2 separate regions of the Macaca mulatta genome follow, and region 1 is linked to region 2. Evidence: chromatin contacts called from public Hi-C data. All regions are on one chromosome and are shown on one strand. Each heading gives the region's core, a stretch centred on a gene start, on an enhancer-like site or on the middle of the called end of the contact. The rest is flanking DNA. Distances are from core to core; before and after follow the strand shown.

Region 1 (3,981 bases), core at 39-2,538, 71 kb before region 2:
AATGAGGAAAATGCAGATATAGTCTAGCATAAAAAGCAATCAGCATGGCTGAATGCTATACTCACTCATGACCCTGGGTGAGTCTGGCGTGGGTTCTCTCATTTGAGAAATGAGAATGATTAAAACGATCCCATCAGGATGATGTGGGGATTAGAAATAATACATGTAAGGCCTCTAGCAGGGCGTGCACACAGTAGGTATTCAATAAGTGGCACCCGTTTTACATTAAAGAATTCATTTAACCAAGCCAAGTATGCTATACGTTTCAACACTCACAACAGCTGAGTACTGTTCTACTTAGAACAGTACATCCATCAGGGGAGTCCCAAATATACTTCTGCCATGGCCAGCGCCCTGAGTTTATCCCACTTTAGACTCCAGTGGATTAAGGCTGTGCTTGCTGTATTCGCATTTCCTGCCTTAGCCCATCATTTCATGAAACTTACTAATGGAGCTTCAGTTTAAAACATAAAATGAATGCTACTCAATGTGGCAACTCCAAGTACAGGCTTTCTCCTCTGCTGCTTTTACTAGATGAACTTAATTCACTTTTTGCCACTTGCTTAAGGACAGGGGTGGGGTCTGGTAATAGGATAAGGAAAAAGCCCGAATGAATCTGCTGTTGTTATTGAGGTTGTTCAGTCTGACCAAAATAAGCAGCTTTTGAAATGAACTCCCCCGCTTCAGAGCGTCAGAGTCAGGCCCCGTGCAGGCTCTGGGAGCGGCGAGCAGGAGAGGGGCAGGAGTTCTATCGCGTCCAGCCGTGCCCCGCCCGGGAAAACCCAGTGCCCCACGCATCAGTCACCAAGCAGAGCGCGAGTTAGAGGAGTGAACCCGGGGAAGGGCACATGCAGCTGGGTTAGTCTCAACTCGACCATGCGACTTCGCATTCCTGTTTGGCAAACGCGCTTAGGCAAAACAGACTCGATGCTTACAATGATCCCAGCCCAAAATGGAGTGTCCCTGACTAGCAGGGAGGAGCTGATGCTCGCCATGAGGAAGCCCACCACGGTCACGGCGATGCCCAGGGCCAGCTGCAGCAGGGCGAGCAGCAGCGGGAACCGGCAGCCGCAGCAGGTCCGGGGCTCCTCCTCCCCGCACTCCTTGGGGGCCCCCGTGCCCTTCTTCGGCTCCATGTCGTCGGGCCCAGCGGCGTCCGCGGCCGGCGGCCCCCCCTGCCTCTGCTGGCCGCGGGGCTGCTTGTTCTTGCCCATGGTGCTGCGAGGCTGGGTGGGTGGGTGCGTGAGCGGCGCCCTGGGCCCTGGAGCGCGGCGCACGGCTGGCTCGGCCTGCCCTGGTATTCGAATTATGGAGGCTGAACAAATATGGAAAACATTTGGAGCCGACTCACCGAGCCTCCAAAGGCCACGGGGAGCCCGCAGCAGAGGGGGATTCGAGGGGGGTCGCCAACTGCCAACGCGCCGGGACGCAGCGCCTGCTGGGCCCCAGGCAGGGTTTGCAGGTCGCCCGCGGGAACCGGCGCGGGTCCCTTGGCCGCCTGAGCCTGTGCACTTTAGACAGCCTGCGAGTGCGCGCGTGTGAGAGTGCGGGGTGTCTGTTTTCCTCACTCAAAACTCCAGGATTGTTTTGGTTTTGCTTTCTGTGAGGTGCAGTGCAACGTGATGAATGTTGAAATCGTTTGAGCTTAATTAATACACAGTTTAATCCAAAATAGGCATTGCTGGGCTCTAAGCTGCGAAGTCATTTCCAGAAGTTAAGTCGTTGTTACTTTCCTACAGAGGCACAGGCTCTCTTTTCTTTCTGCTCTCTGTAATCCAGCTGACAAACGAATACAGACATTTTTCGCATTTAGGTGTTTTTGAATCTTTCTAAAGATGTTAGAACTCTCTAATTGGGAACTCTCTTTCACATATATTATTAATTATTATTATTTTCCAAACAGGGGCTCACTGTGTTGCCCAGGCTGGAGTGCAGTGTCACCATCCTAGCTCACTGCAGCCTCGGACTCCTCGACTCAATAGCTTCTCTCTCCTCAGTCTCCCAAGTGGCTGGGACTACAGGCAATCGCCAACACACCTGGCTAATTTTTTTTTATTTTTTCATAGAGATGGCATCTCATTATGTTGTCCAAGCTGGTCTTGAACTCCTGGTTTCAAGGGATTCTGCTGCTTCAGCTTCCCAAAGTGCTGGGATTACAGACAAGAGCCACCATGCACCTGGCCTCTCACGTGTATTTGTTTTTAAAAGCTCTGTTGGCCGGGCGCGATGGCTCATGCCTGTAATCCCAGCACTTTGGGAGGCCAAGGTGGGTGGATCACAAGATCAAGAGTTCAAGACCAGCCTGGCCAACATGGTGAAACCCCGTCTCCACTAAAAATACAAAAATTAGCCAGGCATGGTGGCATGCGCCTGCAGTCCCAGCTACTTGGGAGGCTGAGGCAGGAGAATCACTTGAACCCGGGAGGCAGAGGTTGTAGTGAGCCGCGATCAGGGCACTGCACTCCAGCCTGGGAGACAAAGCAAGACTCCTAGTTAGTCTTCACTCATCTCCACAACAGTGCTTAGGGGGATTGGATTGTCCATCTTAGAGACAAACACTTTTACTCAGTCAATATTTAAGAGTTATTTTTAAAGCACCTACAATGTGCTAAGATATAAAGATGTTCAAAATAGACTTGGTCCTGGCCCAAAGTCACAGAAGAAATCAATAAAACTGATTATTCTTATTCCCGCATACCTCTACTCGGTAGCACTTAGGGCAAATTTCAGTGAAACCACTAAAAAATGGTCCCATCACTTTGGGGGTATTTATATCTCCTTTGGTATGGTCATTGTAACATTCAGAAAGCTAGATTCAAAAATAAGTGACGTTGCCAAGATGTTAGGATAAAGGCTACTCCTAGGTTGTTCGCTATCAGCAAATTTAAAGAAAGTCCAACTCCCTGCTGTTTGCTTTAGAATTAGAAACTAATCATCATCAGCTCTTTTTGTAAACTGCCAAGTCCCCACAAAAGTAACTTTGAAGACAAAAAGTACGTACTTCACCCTTACTTATTTTATGATCTTCGGTGTTCTCCTTATGCCTTCCTTCTGGACCAGTGAGAAAAATAATGGTTCATGGAACAAATACATTTGCTTAGAAAACAGAATCTAAACCACACATCCCAGTCCCATGCAGAGGCAGTAGAAACAGCACTCACTCTCACCAGAGAAACAGAGTGGCTGAGGCAAGGTTATGGTCAGCTTTGAGGCCATCACACCACAAGGGGTTTCTATTGTGAACAGACAAACAAAACCAGGCATTACACCAAGATACCCACCTGACTTGGGCCTGACTGAGAAGAACCCAAATGACAAAACAAGAAAATGCTTGGTTTTCCCATGTAAATACAGTAAATATTTATAGAAAGTCAACTGACTATCTGGAATCAAGTATGTGTTGTTATTAGCTACCTATTGCTGAGTATTCTGTAACAAACACATGACTGGTGCTTTACATATTTTACTGTCACCCCTTATAACCACCTTATAATTATAGTTTCCACTTTTAAAGATGAAAAAATTCGAGTATCAGAATTATTAAGTAATTGGATTAAAGTCACTAACCTACTTATGAATGGGGGTAAGTGGAACCAGATGTGAACTCCAAAGCCAATGGTCTAGAGGATTAACTGTTTTATTAATTATTTCCTGTATGTATATTGCCTATAGGCAAACAAGTGGCTAGACTGTTTAAATTGTGATTTTAAACAATTTAATTGTCATGGGTAGCATAGTATCTATAACAGAGTTAATTACAAACTTAGACCTAAAGATGAGTACTATACAAAAATATCTTGATTCATCACCATAATATATATTTAATGGCCAAAGGAGACCATTATTCCATTAGTACTAGTTTATAACTAGATACAAGCTCTATTTGCTGACCATACTGCCAAACTGCCATGTAATTCGAAGTGAAACATTTTTAGCCTTTTCCTCAAAACCTTAAATTATATGTAAGTTTAAATAGTCGAA
Region 2 (3,985 bases), core at 332-2,831:
AGCGGCCGCCGCGGCCTGGGCTGCTCCTGGAGTCGGGGAGGAGACGCGACTCCCGCAGACACGTGACCTCCTCCCAGCCGCCGCTTCCCGCGACCCAGATCCGTCCCCGGAACCCGTGCCCGGCGGGGCGGGCTGGGGGACACGTAGCTGGCGCCCCAGTCCCTGCTGCGCCCTGGTGCGTGTGCCTTCGGCGTTCTCCCCTCGGTTCACTTATCACTGCCAATAATCAGTGTTTCGGAGATCACCCCGGGAAGAATGTAAATATCCCTCTCGGTGCAGGAAAGACCTTGGTTTTATCTCTATGCTTTTATGTGTATCTAGAGAAATATATATATTCCCTCCATCCCACCCCTGGGAGTCCCTCAAGACATGCTTTCCCCTGGACTCGCAGGGCGGCGTGGGCAGTGCGCATCCCCGGGCACCTCCCGGTAACTCTCACTAGCAGTGAGTCAGGCTCCCGGGGTGGCTCTGGGGAAAGGTAACTCGGCTCTTGCTGGCCTGTGCTTCCCAGCGCCGAGCGCCGCGGCTGCAGGGCGAGCGCGCGCGCGCACGGGTTCCCCGAGCAGTGATGTGGCAGCAGCGGCAGGTCGGATCACGTTGCTGGCCCTGTGCTGGTACCCGTTTGAGACAGGATTAAGGAGGGAGGCTTTGGAGGTGCCAGCGGTAGTAAACGTGGGCTCTGCACACTCCGGGCGTCTCTTATCGCGCGGGGGGACGGGGGGATGGGGAAAGCACGTAGCGTCACCGGAGGCTCGGAACGCGGCGGAGTTGAGCGGGCGGGTGATAAATGCTGCATAGCTTTCCTGTGATAGCCCCTCTCGTGCCACCCCCTTCTCCCTCCCCAGCCCCCACTCAACCCCGGCTCGCTCCCCGCCGCGTTCCTCCAGGAGCACACGCGGCTCCAAACGTCGTCATCTGCTGCTGTGATTAGTGGCACCGCAATTCCGGCTGCTGCGGGGAAGTTTAGGTGGCCCAGGAACGCCGTGTCACCGAAAGACACTTGGATTGCGACATTCGGACCCGGTGACAACGTTTTCAAGTGTCTTAAATCCTTCAAGGAGCAGATTGCAAGTTGCTTCTTCTCGAGGCAACCTCTCCGCCCCACTGATCAGTGAGCAAACAAGTCTCCAAAATTTCCTTTGGGACTCAAGTTTACCCACCGCGAATTCTCTTTTTCTTTCCTTTTTATGGTTCAAACCAACAGCACAGTCGGTGGAAAAGCAAAAAGCCACGTTCACATTCCTGCACCGTAATAACGGACGAACCCAGGGAGTCGCATTTCCGAGCCAAGGAAGCTCAGGCTGCCGCGCACCCCCGCACCCCCACTTCCCCCTCCCCCTGCCGACTCCGTCGCCTTTGGGAAGATGAATAGCTTGGCCGAAGTTGTTTTTCCTTTCCGGTGGCCCTGATCAGGTGTCCCCGCCCCCTCCTGCCGTTCGCCTTCTCTCGCCGCCTTCTCCCGACGCCCCCTCCCGGCCCGGCCCCTCCTCCCCCGCCCCCCTCCGGGCTGGACCGCGGATGGTACGTTCCGCACGTGAGCTGGGTGCTGGTCTGGCCGGCGACGCGCGTGCCCTGTGGCCAAACACTGCCTGGAGTGAGAGCAAACTACCAGCGCAGTGGGGCCGGCGCGAGTGTGCGTGTGTGTGCGTGTGTGTGTGCGAGCGCGGTGGAGGGGGGACCAACTGCTTCACACTTTCAACACTGCACTGAAGAGGGAGAGCGAGAGAGAGAGACTGGAGACGCACAGATCCCCCCAAGATCTCCCAAGCCTACCGTCCCACAGATTATTGTACAGAGCCCCAAAAATCGAAACAGAGGAAACGAACAGCAGTTGAACATGGACGAAGGAATTCCTCATTTGCAAGAGAGACAGTTACTGGAACATAGAGATTTTATAGGGTAAGGTGCACGCACCCTTGCGACTATCTGTCTAGGCTTTGGTTTGATTTTTCTCTTCTCCAGAAAGTGGTATGGAGCTGGCGAGGGCAGAGCCCCTCCCCGAATGGGTGCCTGATGCTGATTTCTGTTTTGCAGACTGGATTATTCCTCTTTGTATATGTGTAAACCCAAAAGGAGCATGAAACGAGACGATACCAAGGTAAGTGTAAGTTCTCGATATTCCTCATAACCTGCATGGGTAGTTAATTAGGGCCATTGATTTCACAGCCAAGCTCTGCCTGCAAATATATTCCAGCCCCTGAGCTTCCCCAACTGTGAATTTTAAGTGGCTTGCTGGGTACTCTCAAGGGGATATTAAACATCATACCTGAATTTAAATTGCATTGCAGAACAGTCCAGAGGAAAGAGGTTTCTTGGGTGTAGTTTATCACATAGTATGTTTTATGGTGGTGGGGGGCGGGGAGGGACAGAGGAGGGTAATATCCAATAAATGAATGTTTCGCTTACTGTTTTCTCTTTTCCATGACTCTCATATATTAAGGATACCTACAAATTACCGCACAGATTAATAGAAAAGAAAAGAAGAGACCGAATTAATGAATGCATTGCTCAGCTGAAAGATTTACTGCCTGAACATCTGAAATTGACAGTAAGATGCACGTTTTCATTCTTTGCTGCTCTCCAAGGGCGTTTTAATAGTCTGGTGCGACTCCCAGAAAATATAAGAATAAATGTAAATATAAGTTCCTGATTTACAACTTGTGCTATACCGTACAGAGTTTCCCGCAAACTGAGTCGGTGCTCCCAGCTGAAGGCAAGAAATCATTTATAACCTGTCTTGTGGAAAGCTCAAGAAGTATAAGAATAGTACTTCTTTCAAAGTGTTTGCTTAAATTGCTGTGCTGAATGGACAGCCAATTAAGCCAAATGTGTGTTTTTTAAGTAACCAAGTGCCCCTTTCTTTTTTGCACTACTGCAGACTCTGGGGCATCTGGAGAAAGCCGTAGTCTTGGAATTAACTCTGAAACACCTAAAAGCTTTAACCGCCTTAACCGAGCAACAGCATCAGAAGATAATTGCTTTACAGAATGGTAAGTCAGTTCAGAGAGGCCAACCTACCCTGATGAAGCGGGGCAGCCCACAGGGGAGCAGTGTCAGGACTCCTTCACCTGCACCCCACCTCTTTCGGTGGGCTCATGGGTTCCCTCTCATTTGTTAAATTGCTTCATACTTTCCCTTCATTGGAACGAGCCCATTTCCCGAAGCATCCTAGAGGCTTTCAGCAGAACTCGGAGGAATCAGGTTTTAAAGTGGCGGTTGCACCCGCTCCACTTTGGTTTTCAGCTGGGAGGAGAGCGCCCTCTCCCAGCTCCGCACCTCCGCCACCCCCCTTCTCTCAGCAACCGGTGGATTATATCACTTGAATACTGGGGAAAAACCGAGATCACTTTAGTCGATGCAGGACCCACGTGATAAGCAGATGTTTTAACGTGGGTATGTTTCTTCTTGCCTCCACTCCTCCGTCCCCACCCCCCCATCCCTTCCTCATCCTAGGGGAGCGATCTCTGAAATCGCCCATTCAGTCCGACTTGGATGCGTTCCACTCGGGATTTCAAACATGCGCCAAAGAAGTCTTGCAATACCTCTCCCGGTTTGAGAGCTGGACACCCAGGGAGCCGCGGTGTGTCCAGCTGATCAACCACTTGCACGCCGTGGCCACCCAGTTCTTGCCCACCCCGCAGCTGTTGACTCAACAGGTCCCTCTGAGCAAAGGCACCGGCGCTCCCTCGGCCGCCGGGTCCGCGGCCGCCCCCTGCCTGGAGCGCGCGGGGCAGAAGCTGGAGCCCCTCGCCTACTGCGTGCCGGTCATCCAGCGGACTCAGCCCAGCGCCGAGCTCGCCGCCGAGAACGACACGGACACCGACAGCGGCTACGGCGGTGAAGCCGAGGCCCGGCCGGACCGCGAGAAAGGCAAAGGCGCGGGGGCGAGTCGCGTCACCATCAAGCAGGAGCCTCCCGGGGAGGACTTGCCGGCGCCCAAGAGGATGAAGCTGGATTCCCGCGGCGGCGGCAGCGGCGGCGGCCC

What was found. Hi-C and Micro-C count contacts between places; a contact is called where the count stands out from the background.
Region 1: a Hi-C map of cortical neurons shows a contact between it and region 2, with 6 times the contacts expected there. The contact joins the promoter of SSPN here to the promoter of BHLHE41 in region 2. A contact is called at or near these places in 3 of 14 Hi-C or Micro-C datasets (cortical neurons, fetal cortex germinal zone and fibroblasts).

The regions. Positions count from the first base shown.
Region 1 is chr11:28,541,417-28,545,397 of T2T-MMU8v2.0, reverse strand. SSPN (sarcospan) reads right to left here and starts at 1,288. Exons shown (of 3, transcript NM_001261346.1): 1 at 936-1,288. The coding sequence starts at 1,214.
Region 2 is chr11:28,470,460-28,474,444 of T2T-MMU8v2.0, reverse strand. It overlaps BHLHE41 (basic helix-loop-helix family member e41), which reads left to right and starts at 1,581. Exons shown (of 5, transcript XM_015151321.3): 1 at 1,581-1,899; 2 at 2,035-2,098; 3 at 2,441-2,548; 4 at 2,879-2,990; 5 at 3,454-3,985. The coding sequence starts at 1,838. It also overlaps a transcript of SSPN not described here.